2 separate regions of the Mus musculus genome follow, and region 1 is linked to region 2. Evidence: chromatin contacts called from public Hi-C data. All regions are on one chromosome and are shown on one strand. The core of a region is the stretch at or near the end of the contact, and the rest is flanking DNA. Distances in the headings are between cores, read along the strand shown. Region 1 has its middle 8.2 kb from the start of Gm31559. Region 2 has its middle 47 kb from the start of Gm39448.

Region 1 (3,159 bases), core at 642-3,141, 770 kb before region 2:
ATAAACATTTAAATTGAATGTTCAATGTCAAGTAGATGCTTGTGAAATTAAGGCTCTCCCATCATGCCCTGTGCTGCGTAACAATGGATGGTGTTCACTATTCCTAAGAAAAATGATCTATTGGAAATCAATGCTGTGTCCAATTGTCCAATTGCTTTGTTGATAACCAGTTAGATGAGACCAGATAAGTCATTTTAATTGCTTCCATTCTGCATTCTCCTGCCAGCAACTTTAGATTGGCTCATCTTGATATAGCCTGTCCATAGTTCAGCACAGAACTGGCATTTTAAAAGTCACTGGCAATAGAAAGTTTGAAAGGAAAAAATGACACCCCCCCCCCCACACACACACCAAGCTGTGCCTTGACCCCTGCACCTCTTTGTGAATAAATCCTCAGGGCCCTTCCTTGTACTTAAGGTAACTGTTTCTTCTTTTCCTGAGCAAGACAGTACCTCAGAAACCTCAGAAACAACAGTCTAGCACAGCCCCCAAATGAGATATGTGCCACTGAACGCCCAGAAGTGGCTGAAGCACTCCCAGGGAGCCATGGAGTAATCTCGGGGCTATCATGGAGTATCAGGGTGCGTAGCCTGCAGCCAGGAGCTTTTCTGATAAAAGAAAAATTATATAGTAACAGACCCTGGTCCTTGAGGAGTAGAGAAATTGTCACTGCTCTTTTATGCACTGTGAGTTTTCGCCTAATGTAAACTCCAGCAGTCTTCCAGCTCTCCACCTGCAAGCTAATCAAGGCTCTTTGGTTCTTACAGAGGACAGAGGTTTAATCTTGGCTTCCTGTCCCCAAAGATCTGTCTCTCTGTGTGGCAGAGATCTCATACGGGACCTGGAGCTCTAGAATGATGGTTGCCACGATTTTGGGGTACATATCAGATAGATGCCTTGTGAGCTCCTAACAAGAAGGAAGTGAAGTGTGTGTGTGTGTGTGTGTGTGTGTGTGTGTGTGTGTCCACAGACTATGAGTGGAGGTCAGAAGGCAACTTTGAGAGTTGGGAGACCAAACTTAGGCCATCAGTCTTGGCAGCAAGCACTTTTGTTCATTGGGCAATCTTACTGGTCTTTTACTTAGACTTTCTTTCTTTCTTTCTTTCTTTCTTTCTTCCTTCCTTCCTTCCTTTTTTTTTTTTAATAGAAATAGAAAACCAACTTAATACTGGAGTTCACAATCCTTGATCTATAATGTAACTCATTTTACAAACCCACAATAGCTCTACATGGAATATTTTCTATATTATACTGTATTATCTAGTATATATAATATACTTCCATGTTGGAAGAGCTAAGTAACACCCACAGCAGTTACCACCATGTGTAGCGAGAGATGGGTGGTCTGTTCAGAGCCTCAGAGCTGATTGTGGGGTGTAATCACGAGCCTTCTGCTTTGGGGTCTAACGACGTGTTTGGAAATGTGGGTGTGGCTGACTTCTCCACAGTCTGAAGGTTTCCACTGTTCCAGATGGCCAGTAAGGAATGCGTGGCCCACCTCTGTGGGATTGAGGAAGCTAGGTGGTATTTCTCGGCAAAGAACACAAAGGAAGTTATTTATGACTTATGCGTTCTTTCAGGTACTAGGGGTGTTTGATTGTATTCATAAGTCGTCTATGAAACAAAATAATGTGTTGGAAAAGCAGAGCTCACTCACGGGGATAGTGATTTTCCCGAGACTAGAGTGTCGAATGACCCCTCCGGGGAGTAGAGGCACTGGCTTAGCCCTGGCAATGCTACAATAGCGTGCCTTCTATATCAAGACTCTGAGGCACCAGGCCGTAGAGCCCCGGCTGGCGCACTGTGAGCACAATTTAGAGCTTGTGATGATTTGAATGAGACACATCTCTTAGGCTCCTGTGTTTGAACACGGCCCCAGCTGGTGGCGCTGTTAGGGAGGGTTGTGGAACCTTGTAGGTGGTGAAGCCTCACTGGAGGAAGTGGGTTACTGTAGGCTGGCCTTGAGGTTTTATGAAAGCATTTCCGGTCTCACTTCATTCTCTGCTCCCTAACAGAGAAGGGACCATTCCTAAGAACCAGCTCCCTCAAGATCCTGCCTTCTTGTATTCGCCATCTGGAAGGACTGTTCCCCACTCCCAGCCGTACCCCTACCCCCACCCCCATCCCCACCCCTTAAGCCATGAAGCAAAATAAACTGGTTCTCCTTTAAGCTGCTTTTCGACCAGAGTGAGAAAAGTAATTCAGCAGAACCTAAAGAAAGGTGTCCTGCCAAGCCTGGCCAGTGTGAACAACAGAGCCAGCAGAGCCAGCAGAGCCAGCATTCCTGTGTTAGACTCTCGCCAGCATCTCAGGCATACCCCATCAAGAACTCTCTGCGAGACAGCCCTGCGGAAAGCCGAAGCCGAGCTGGTGTTTCTGGGGGCTACACTGGCACGGAGACATCAGATACCTCCAGAGCACAAGCAGCCAGGCACAAGTGCTCAAGCCAGTTAGAAACAGCGGCAGCGTCTAGGGAGAGGTGGAGTCCCCGGGTTTGTTGTTTTCCCCTATCAAATTTCTTAGAAAATAGTTGAGGTCAGCGTGTGTTTTGTATCACTTGCATGGAATGCAACAAAGAAGGAGGAGACCACTTTAGTATGAGCTTCGGGTGGAGGGATAAATTTTACTCTCTCTTTATGCTGTGGGCAATGTGTTAACATGCCGCTGGCTGAATTACCCTCGACTTAAAACACCTGAAAGCAATAAATCCAAGTCCTATCAGGTGACTCATGGGAAAGGCATGCCGCTCTCCTCTTCCAGTCCACAGTCCGTGAGTGTGCATGCCAACCACCATCACCTGGAGGCTCATTGAAAACGGTCCGCTGTGTTTCTGATTGAGTGTATTTCTGGGCTGGAACGTGGCCCAGGAATTTGCATAGCAAAGGAACTCCCAAGATGATGCTGACATTGCAGCTCTGGGGTCACCCCCTAAGAATCCTTGTCTTAAGTAAGGGGCTAAGTTGCAGAGCAATGGAGACACCACAAAAACCTGACACACTGACACATGTGTCTATGATCCCAGAGCTCGGAAGATGGAGAAGCCAGAAGGGGTGGAGGAGGTGGCAGCCTGAAGATCATAAGGAATAATCTAATACATATCAAGATCAAGGCCCCCCTTGGACAGCCTCAATAATAAACAAACAAATTCACTACCCCCCA
Region 2 (3,652 bases), core at 478-2,977:
CCTGCCTCCCCACTCCCCCAAAACAAGAGCTGATTGGCTTCCTCTCTCCTTTCTCTGGGCCTGTCTCTATTACACCAAGGTCCCCATTTAGGAAGAGAAAATGGTCACTGTGTCCACAGAGCTCAGTTTCTGACTGTGGGCAACCTAGGGCTTTGGGATGATTACTTCAGTGTCACCACAGTTGTTCCTAAAATGACTCAGGTCAGAGGCTGGACCCTGGAAGCCCTAATGAGCTAGGCTTGGCCACCCACCCTCAAGACACCAATGGAAGACAAGAAACAGAGGAAGTGGATCTACTTGATGTGACCACAGTGAGAAGAGAAACAAAAGAGGTCCAGTGACCCCAGAATCCATCTTTGATGGTGGTGGGGTCCTAACATGAGATTTATGTTTAAATACAGGGCAAGAAAGCAGACCTGGTCCGGATCTGGTCCTGCCCACCATACCCAGTCTATCCCACAAGGTATTCTAACAAATCAGAGCTGCTTGCAGTCTCATACTAGGAGACAAGTTGTCCTCCAACTGGCGCCAGATCTTGGACATTTCCTTCTGATATGAGACTTCTGCAGAAATCTTGAATCCTTAGGTCCATTGCCTCGACAGCCTGATAACAAAAACTAGGGGCACAAGTATCTCCTTAGGCTATCTCCACTCCAGTCAGGATGGTCACATGACCAGGCTGATATTTCTGGAGAGTGACGAGCACTCTATCTTGTCTTGTAGTATTGCACCTTCAAGTCACCACCCACTCCCGCTTGGATGCTGGTCTCTCAGACGGTGCTGTCCTATAGTCTTCCTGGCCGACTAAATCTGATTCACACCTATCTTAGTAGGGCCCATGGGCTAAAATAACTTGTGGACATTTATTTCTTTTTGTCTTTGTTCATTAAATACCATCCAATAAATTCTTCTATTTTGGCCGCTGGCCAAGGAAGCCTAAGTGTTTAGATATAAACACTTTTCCTATGGCCCTTTTATAGGGGAGACCTACTAACCTCTGTCACGGCATATCAGACAGGCCTGACCAGGAAACCTGCAGCTATCTAGGCCACTGTAAGGGCGTGGGGGTGGGGAGCTCGTTATCAAGATTGGTTACCTCAGAGTCGTTAGAGTATAGGAGGTTAACAGAACACAGCAAAGAACATAGAGAAGAAGCAGGAGGCAGGACGTGGCCACTACCTGCCCTGGAGGGAGAGGGAATATGGTGTAACTGGCTAATTAAGAAAGGGGAGTGAAGGTTCTTACTCTCTTGACCATAATTTCACACTGGTACTTCTGGCTGAAGTCAACCAGAAAGCTGTTGACCAGGGATGCTAGAGAATGCAGCTTCCTGCAACACAGAGAAACAAAGAAAAGGGCGTGGCCTATCTGTGTTTAGAGCAGATGCAGATGGGCAGATATGGAGATCACCAAAGCCTGCCTTTCAGTTTGAGGAAAGTGTCCACTGTGAGAATCAGTACTATTACCCATATGTGTGCTACTGTGAGCTTCTGCCCTGCCCTTGGGTCCATTTTGGATTGTCTAGGCTAAACATGTGTAAGGAAACAGTCAGATGGATTTCCTTGATGCCGTGACAAAGGCAACTAAAGAAATGAAGGGTTTATTCTGCCCCTGGTCTGAGGTGAGTGAGCTATAGAGCCAGGAGTGTGAGGCAGTGTGTCATATTGTATTGAATCGGAAGCACAGAGATGGGGACACCAGTGCTCAGCTCAGTTTTTCCTTTTAATTCAGTTCAGGGTGCCACTGTATGACATAGTGCCACCCACAGTTAAGAGTAGGCATTTATGCCTCAACTAATCCAATCCAGAAACCCCCTCATAGATAAGATGGAGGATGTCCCATGGTGATCCTAACTCCCACCCTGTTGGCAATGAGGATTAAGAACAGCGCTGCATTAAACTGGCTTAGACCAGAAGTTTTGAGTAAGGACTGAAATGAGATGACACTTGTGACTAATTAAGAAAGGCGAACACATGAGGTAGACCCAGAAAGTTCTACAAGCTCCTTCTCTCCAATGACATCCCCCATGCTGCTTACCACACAGGCCAGAAACATGGCGAGACTATGAGTTTGCTGGGCAAACTCCCATGATGCTTTGGGTCCACGAGGACATTTTTCCTAGAGGTGGGTAAATTGTTAGAAGAATTGCATCTGCCTGCTTCATACAGAGTTTTCTTCCACACCTGTCTGCTGTGCCAACCTCTAAAACCACAAGCGTGACAGCTTAGTTTAAAGAGCTTCCTCTTTTAAATGCCAGCCAATGAAGTCAATGGCGGATGTAATAACATAAAGAACAAAGCCACTATGGAAAACTTTTTGTCCCCTTGAATGTCACATGCTGGCATAAAAAGGTGCAGAGACTGACACGGGCTACTCCCTCAAGACAGCATCCAAACACAGCCTCAAGGACTGGCTGCTTAGAGATTGACCACATCCAGATTCTGCCCAGGTAAACACTGACTCCCAAGCATAAAAGGCTCTCGGAGCCTCTTTGAAGCTTTCTAGGGGCCAGTGTACCTTCTGCCTTCAACCACCTCCTGAATAGGTGTGCCTCTGCCTCTCCTCTTCTTGTAACTTGCCAGGGTTTGGCCGTGACATGGATGAATAAGGCAGTAAATGTGGGATTTGGTCTCACAGCCCAGCCTCCCTCATATTCTGCTCCTCACAGTCTTGTTTCTGTATGAAAGTTGTCAGTTCAGAGAGAGCGAGAACAAGAGGAAGAGGCTCTTCCTACCAAGATGATGTCTTCCTTCCCAGGACAGTCTGTCACAGAGTCCCTAAGGGAATGTTGGGCTAGAGGTTAGCTTCTAAGCAGAATGGTTGATACTAACCTAGAATAACTCCAATGATTGACACAGTTTTAAAAAAAGTATCACCTTTGAATGTACTTAACATTTTGCTTTTAATTGACTTGCATTTTTATTTAAATCCATTTAAGAGAAATCTTATATATATATAACAAATGCAAAATTAATATAATGTTCTAGAACTAGAAGGTAACCAGGAAAACAAAATAAGGTTATCCTGAGCCTCAGAAAGCCGAGAATCAGGGGGTGGGGGTTGGTTGCAAATAGGGAGAGGGCTGGTAAAGATTTACTGTTGCCTGGGTGATGATATTGCTCAACAGGTAAAAGTGCTTGCCTCCAAGTCTGACGACCTATTGTAGCTTGTGGTCTTTTTTTTTTTTTTTTTTGTAGCTTGTGGTCTTATCTACCCCGCTTTATGCTCCTGGGCAGGCTGCACTTCCAGCCACCCACCCAGGGAAACTTTGGATACTCGGATAAAAGACAACACATATTAGCTTATTTTTAATGTGCCTTGCTAGCTCAATGGTTGGACACTTGTTAGCCTCTTGCCTTGTACCTCAGGCCTAATCAAGGAAGCGGCCAGTGGCCACTTATCTGAGATATGACACGGTTGGTTGGCTTTCTCTCCTGAAGCTCCAACATCCCTTCTGTCTCCCTCTTGAACATGGAAAATCTCCCTCTGCTCCCTCCTCTCTCCTAGCCTTTCTGCCCAGCCATTGGCTACTGACTCTTTATTGACTGATCAAAAACCAATTGGGGACAAGGACCTTTAGTGTATAGGCACACAGATCCCCGATTAAGTCAAAGCATCCCAACATCAACCTACAACCTTTGTTCCATCCCCA

What was found. Hi-C and Micro-C count contacts between places; a contact is called where the count stands out from the background.
Region 1: a contact with region 2 is called in a Hi-C map of CD8 T cells, with 2.3 times the contacts expected there. The contact joins two enhancer-like sites. A contact is called at or near these places in 3 of 484 Hi-C or Micro-C datasets (CD8 T cells, Th1 cells and regulatory T cells) and 3 of 115 datasets of contacts at active chromatin or transcription factors (astrocytes, regulatory T cell precursor and thymic regulatory T cells).

Annotation. Positions count from the first base shown.
Region 1 is chr9:116,383,148-116,386,306 of GRCm38.p6, reverse strand. No RefSeq gene overlaps it. Among named protein-coding and RNA genes, the nearest start is that of Gm31559, 8.2 kb to the left of the region's middle. Within about 2 kb of position 1,891, at least 220 of the 459 cell types and tissues checked have an H3K27ac peak or open chromatin away from gene starts, as enhancers often do. A contact at or near this core is called in CD8 T cells, Th1 cells and regulatory T cells, where this site is marked.
Region 2 is chr9:115,610,491-115,614,142 of GRCm38.p6, reverse strand. No RefSeq gene overlaps it. Among named protein-coding and RNA genes, the nearest start is that of Gm39448, 47 kb to the left of the region's middle. Within about 2 kb of position 1,727, at least 69 of the 459 cell types and tissues checked have an H3K27ac peak or open chromatin away from gene starts, as enhancers often do. A contact at or near this core is called in CD8 T cells, Th1 cells and regulatory T cells, where this site is marked.